Linked DNA regions of Bicyclus anynana: region 2 is linked to region 1. The links are chromatin contacts, called in public Hi-C maps. All regions are on one chromosome and are shown on one strand. Each heading gives the region's core, a stretch centred on a gene start, on an enhancer-like site or on the middle of the called end of the contact. The rest is flanking DNA. Distances are from core to core; before and after follow the strand shown. Region 1 overlaps LOC112058339 (plasma membrane calcium-transporting ATPase 3). Region 2 overlaps LOC112058339 (plasma membrane calcium-transporting ATPase 3).

Evidence for each region. A called contact is a pair of places that touch in the nucleus more often than the background predicts.
Region 2: a contact with region 1 is called in a Hi-C map of whole larva, with 3 times the contacts expected there. The contact joins two enhancer-like sites. A contact is called at or near these places in 2 of 2 Hi-C or Micro-C datasets (whole body and whole larva).

What each region holds. Positions count from the first base shown.
Region 1 is chr25:6,773,299-6,776,905 of ilBicAnyn1.1, reverse strand. All of the region lies in intron 7 of LOC112058339 (plasma membrane calcium-transporting ATPase 3), which reads left to right. Among protein-coding and RNA genes, the nearest start is that of LOC128199484, 50 kb to the right of the region's middle. Within about 2 kb of position 1,350, at least 1 of the 8 cell types and tissues checked has open chromatin away from gene starts, as enhancers often do.
Region 2 is chr25:6,919,377-6,922,741 of ilBicAnyn1.1, reverse strand. All of the region lies in intron 2 of LOC112058339 (plasma membrane calcium-transporting ATPase 3), which reads left to right. Among protein-coding and RNA genes, the nearest start is that of LOC112058339, 62 kb to the left of the region's middle. Within about 2 kb of position 1,436, at least 8 of the 8 cell types and tissues checked have open chromatin away from gene starts, as enhancers often do.

The DNA of each region.
Region 1 (3,607 bases), core at 101-2,600:
TCGTGGTCGGAGACACTTTATAATATTAGTATAGATAAAATCACAGATGAGGGTATATATTTCTTATGCCGGATGTCGTACAATTAGTTCATGAATAGATTTAAATATTGGATACAAGTAAGACGCTACTTTGTGATTACAAAATGTAGATAATATTCAATTGCAAATTATGATTACAGATATGATTATGCCTTGCTGGTATAAGTTACCCAATAACACGTAAATACTCAGCAAGTATGTCTTTACGTACTTTTTTAGAAATTAAATATCACGTGTCTCAAACGGTGAAGGAAAAAACATTGTGAGGAAACCTTCACACCTGAGAATTTTACAAACTTCACGTGTCTGAAGTCTGCACATTGGGTCAGTGTGGGGGACTATTGGCCTAATTCCTCTCATTCTGAGAAAGAGACTCGTGCTCAACAGTGAGCCGAATATGGGTTGTTAATGATGATGATATCTTGACGTATATCTACTTGAACATTTTGTAAATTGCCTCGTTGGTCCAGTGGTTAGTCTGTGGCTTCGAATCACAAGGTTCTAGGTTCAAGTCCCGGGTCAGGCTATATATTCCTGCCTCTAACAGCACTTTAAACCGTAGGTCCCGGTCATCATCATTATCATCTGATAATGATCGTTATAAAGTCAAATACTAGAGGGCGATGGGTATAAAATAAAGCTCCATATCCTCTCTGCCAAAGTCCCAAGGTGCTGGAATGAATGATGACCCCACACCGGAAAGCATAGTGTTGATCGACCCCCAATTCGGTGGACCGAGAACATGAAACGGGTTGCAGGGAGCCGCTGGATGCTGGCGGCTCGAGATCGTTGTGCTTGGAAGTCCATGCAAGAGACTTATGTCCAGCAGTGGACGTCCATCGGCTGATGATGATGATGATGATGATCCACTCCTATAGGGTGGTAGTGCCAGCCCCCTTAGCTCAGTAGCAAGTAGTCGATTCTCTTTCTACGATCACTAACGCTTCGAAAACTATAGAAAGATGTATGGGAATGACGTTTGCTTTCGACAGGTCACGTGATCAAGATCTGCCATTCCCATACATTTTTCTAGTTACCGAAGCGTTAGCGATCGTAGAAAGTGAATCAACGGTCTACTTGGCTAGGGGGGCTATTAAAATACTCTGATAATGATGTTATTTGTATTTCTACTGGTATAGAGAATGAGTTTTCTCGCTCCAATATTGATCGTTTTAAAATATTTTCAAGTGTTGGTAGGTACAGTTATTTCTGGTGGAATATTTTTTTAACTGGTTGATTATTTCGATGCTATGCGCGGATACATTCACTAATGAGGTGATTATTTTTAGCCAGAAATCGTTGAGCGTAACAGAGGAGGTCATCGTAACGCAATTATGTTTTTTTAGCTGACATAATTTAAACTGTGATGACATATTATATGTACCGATTTGAAGGTCAAGATTAAGTGGTATATTAGGTACTATACATTTATGTAGATCTGATAAGATTCCTGTATCCAATGGCAGGCGTCCACATCGTACGTAATTTTTGTATAGAAAGTAATACAAGTGCGTCCACTGATCGGAATCTATCGGATCGGATCTAACAGATTTTATCTATCGTAAAATTAATAATCCGTTTGATGCGAAGCGTCCGATACGTACGATGCGGATCAGTGGACGCCTGACATTATCGAGTTGCCTAGTATTAATTTTCATTTACGTTACATTAGTGAAATACAGTGTAACGGTTTATAGCTTTTTTCTAATTGTGTAAGTGCCTTAGGCTTATTAATGGAACCTCAGCGGCGTCACCAGAGGGTTTGGGCGCGCGCAGAAGCATAGCCTGATAGGGCTCGAAGGCAGGAGCAGAGTGGAACAAACCTCTAATAGGCCGTACAAACTACTTTAGTATTTTAGGAGAGTACAAACAATTTTTGGATTTACCGCTCAAAAATTGTTCGACTAAAATACTGAAGTAGTCCGAACTAGGCCTAAGGGCGTCTCCTCTGACTCGGACCTCGGTCTAAGGTGTTTTGGCCTGAGTGTATCAGTCCGGGCGCCCCTGAGATCGTGAGTTAAAAAGCCCACGTCTGGGTGATGTCAGATATCGGGGACCTCGTCTTCGCCGGCGAAGACGCTGTGCAGCTTGTGTTTGTGTTGCCTGGGAAGCATTGTCGGTCGTTATGGCATCGTCAGGATCATAAAAGACTTGTTTTGGGCGTCTAGATCTACAATCGGCGTTGGAATGGGGGTTGAAGTTGCAAGCCTCAACCACAAGCTGGTTGGGATCTCTCAAAATAAGTTTTCGAGAGCTGTTTCATATATTGGGCTCTTGTGGGGAGAGCTAGTATCTTCTCTAGATCTAGGTCTCTTTCCTAGATGTAGGTCTCTTTTCTAGATCTGGGTCTCTTCTCTGGATGTAGGTCTCTTCTCTAGATCTAGGTCTAGTCGTTAACACCAAGGGACTCCAAAAATAGTGAAATACAAATAAACGGTTTATCGCATGTCGGTTTCTTTGGTAGGCATTCAATTACCTCCACGATCGTCGCTCGCTCGCCCGACCCCCTGTTAGGACGACGTTATCGATGTAATTACTGATAAGAGGTGTACGTTTACCTGCGAGGGGTCGAGTGCTTATCATATCGCTAGCCTTCCGAATTTGGCCCCCGAATTATAATTTTAACGATACATTTAATCCAAAATAAAATATACACAATTTTATCTAGTAATACTTGTTGTGCCTTGCGGATTTACTTAAGTAGATCTGTTCTTGACTATTACTAAGAGAGTCCATGATCATTTTTTTTTATTTTTTTATTATTTACAAGTTAACCCATGACTACAATCTCACCTGATGGTAAGTGATGATGCAGTCTAAGATGGAAGCGGGCTAATTTGTTAGGAGGAGGATGAAAATCCACACCCCTTTTGGTTTCTACACGACATCGTACCGGAACACTAACTCGCTTGGCGGAACGTCTTTATCAGTAGAGTGGTAACTAACCGCGGCCGAAGCCTTCCACCAGCCAGACCTGGACCAATTAAACCTGCACCCAAAGTCACAAGCCTCAGTCACTGCTCGAAGTTATTACCTATCTACCACTAGGTACGCCGCGCGGTTTCACCCGCGTGGTTCCTGTTCCCGTAGGAATGTGGGGATAATATACAGCCCATAGCCTTCTTCGATAAATGGGCTATCTAACACTGAAAGAATTTTTAAAATCGGACCAGTAGTTCCTGAGATTAGCGCGTTGAATCAAACGAACTCTGCAGCTTTTATAATATTAGTATAGATTTTGAGGATTTATTTGATTAAATTCTTGGTGAGAATTGTAAGACTTTCATTTAATTATTGTCTTTTACCCTTTTAATCTACTTCTAATATATAAAATTCTCGTGTCGCGGTGTTCGAACTTGAACTCCTCCGAAACGGCTCGACCGATTTTTGTGATCCTTAGCGTGATTGTCGGCCAGGGTGGAGAATCGGCCAACATCTATTTTTCATCCCCCTAAATGTTAAGGGTAGTCCACCCCTAAATTTTTTTTTTTATTTTTAGGCAAAATTTTTTGTTTTTATTTTTTTATGACACAGCATACAAAAATACATACAACCCTAAATTTTCACC
Region 2 (3,365 bases), core at 187-2,686, 150 kb before region 1:
TTAATGCGCTATAGTAACACATCTAACAGTATTTAACATCATTGGGTCACACAATGTTTTTTTTAAGAGTATTTGCCATGTCTTTTTAAATATGACAAATATTCCTATTCCCACTACAATTTAACTTCAAAATTACTGGACTGATTTTAAAATTTTTTTCTCCATGAGATAGCCAGCCCCATCTTCACCAATTATCATGGTTTATAGTTTTATCCCCATAGTCTCACGGGAACGGGAACTACGCGGGTGAAACCGCGAGTCGTTTGCTAGTCTTATGCATTTACGTAATACATGCTTTAATATCAGTAACTGTGTCAAAGATTACATTGCCTGTGTGATAGGTGCTTATGTGATAAGGGATAGGTGTGTTACCTTATCTATTTTATTTGTAAGATAAATAATTATAATACCTATCTCCTTTATTAATAACTGTTAGTTTATTGGGTTACCTATTTATGCTACTATAAGTGCACTTGCACTACCCTGAAGGCTAATTAGGAATATGAATTGGAGAAGGCCTATTCCATTTTGTACAATAGGGATGATGAGAGTTTTTTTAAATTATATATAAATTAGAAGTATGCTAATAGTAAAGCAATTTTGTAAAAGTAACAGGGTATCTGCGATCATTACTTTCGAAGCTACAGGGATTTAAAGTGTCATATTTGCGGCACTTCCACAGATCCCTAAACACGGCCCATACAAAATGGCACGAATTAATGACGTCGTTGATCATAATGATCGTTAGATTTGTATGTGCGTTCAAACGAAATTACAAATATGTTTGTTATTTGTGCGTTTATGGTTATATGGTATTGGACGTCACAGTGCTAAAAAAAATTAAAATTCATTTATTTCAATTAGTTTACAGGTTTTCAAAAGTGAAACGTCAAGTTATGTCATGATTTAATTTAATGGTGGTAAGTAAAGTCGAAAACTTAAAATTAAAGTTACGAGGGATCCAAAGAGTTTTCCATTACGTTTTCTATTTTCGACGGCCTCCGTGGCGCAGTGGTATGCGCGGTGGATTTACAAGACGGAGGTCCTAAGTTCGATCCCCAGCTGGGCCGATTAAGGTTTTCTTAATTGGTCCAGGTCTGGCTGGTGGGAGGCTTTGGCCATGGCTAGTTACCACCAAAGACGTACCGCCAAGCGATATAGCGTTCCGATACGATGCACTTTCATCCTCCTCCTATTAAGTTAGCCCGCTTCCATCTTAGATTGCATCGTCACTTACCATCAGGTGAGATTGTAATCAAGGGCTAACTTGTAAAGAATAAAAAAAAAGGAAAGAAGTGACCAATCCGTTCTTGAGATTAGCCATAGACTTAATAATAGCAGGAACAACTGACATGATCTCAATAATTGTGTATCCACGCCACAGTACGAAAACTTGTCACCGCATCGCAAGTAACGCGAGCCTGATCGTCACACATACCGAGTGACGTCACGTACCGAGGGTCACCAGTTTTCTATAAGTGTTGTGGTGTGACGCACTGTCCAGTGACGCCGACAACCGCCGCGCTCGCTTTTTGAAGCATATTTATAGATAACTGACGTGTCCACGCACCCGTTATCTGGTGGTAGGCATCGGCCGTGGCTAGTTACCCTGCTGGCAAAGGCATACGGCCAAGCGATTAGCCGTTCCGGTACGATGCCTCGTAGAAGCCGTCAGAGGTATCAGTAAAATTAACTTGTATCTCGTTCAAGTATGTAAGCCCGCTTCCAACTCAATTATCACTTAACGTCAGTACGTCAGTGGCGCTAGTGTGCGATGTTGTGAAGGGAAATAGACAAATTACAACCAATGGTGGTGCAACAGGAAATACTACTGTCTCTTTCATTGCGTTGGGAGAACGAAAGAGATGGGACTGGGACAACTCAGCCGCCATTGCACGATATTTTGTCTAATTATCTTCACTTGGTCACATGTTAACGCCACAGGTAAGGTAGCAGTCAAGGGCTAACGTTTCATTGAATAAAAAAAAATACCACCAGTGCTACAGTTTAATACTCAACATTAGAAATCATGCTATTAAGTCTATGGCTAATTTAAAGAACAGATGAACAGATTGGCTTCGTAGTAATAGGAACTGGTGACCCTCAATGCCGTGACGTCCACATAAGGTGTGACGTCACGTGCGTACTTATATCTGTGTCAAAGCCTCGAAATCTCAAGAGATTTTTTGGGACTTGCCGCTCATGTTGCCCCCCCCCCCCCCCAACTAATTTTGATACAGGGTACCTCCAAGGTACGCTACGCCACTGCTCTCGGTGCTATGACGTCACACCTCATGTGTGACGTCAGATCACGTTACTTGCAATCCAGTGGCAGACATTGGTCAACAGTGCAAACATTTAACACCTACTCAACTATTAAGATCATGTCTATTGTCTATTGATCCTTCAATTGAGTGCTTAGGGCTTATCTGAAGAACGAATTGGTCGCCGTTGTGATGCTTTTTAAGTAGAGTAGGCACTATAATCTATTGATTATGCAAAATATTAAATTCCTCGTCCAATATTGCATCGAGCTTTGTTGCATCTATGAAGGTTGTGATAAAAAACTGGCGACCTTCGGTACTGTGACGTCACATCTCATGTGTGACTCCCTGTCAAGTTACTTGCAACCCAGTGACAAGTTTTTGACTGACATTTGTCATCAGTGTACAGCAGTGGTGAAGGATGGAATTTAGATGAATTTAAGCCGTCCCAAAGAAAAAGAAATTCATACAGAGTGACACGAACCCCGGTTTCTCATAAATCTAGATACAGTACAACAATGAATATGCATGGAGTTTTCAAGGTAATCCGACGGGAATCGGCTTGCCGCTGGTGTACAGATATTATGACGATGTAAGAGCGAAGATTTTCTCTTATGTATTTACTTACTCTGTTCTACATGGTAAAGCTATTTGAATTCTTGTCACGAATGTTAGGGCTGCCAGGTGACATAAATTAGAAGTGAAACTATGGGTACATTCGAATGTTATGTGTAGGTATACTCGGAGGCACTATTATCTATTAAACAGGGGCGTAGCTACCGCCGTATACGGGGTCCCTGTAGTCCAGGGGCCCCTTACGTGTGAAAGAAAAAAATATATTTATCTATTTTATGCAAGCATTTTTGTTTATTGTGTGAGAAACCTGTACCCTTCATGGGCCCCCCAACTAATTTTGATACAGGGCCCCTACAAGGCATGCTACGCTACTGCTATTAAACTACGGAACCCTGTGACTTCATTCGCGTTTAATTAATGTTTTTTTGAATAATTTTATTACCTTCCTTGAAACCTGTTATCCAAAGCCACTATAATCCAAACTCCATTGCTGCCTAATGTATTCATCTGCAGGAGTAGGGTAGG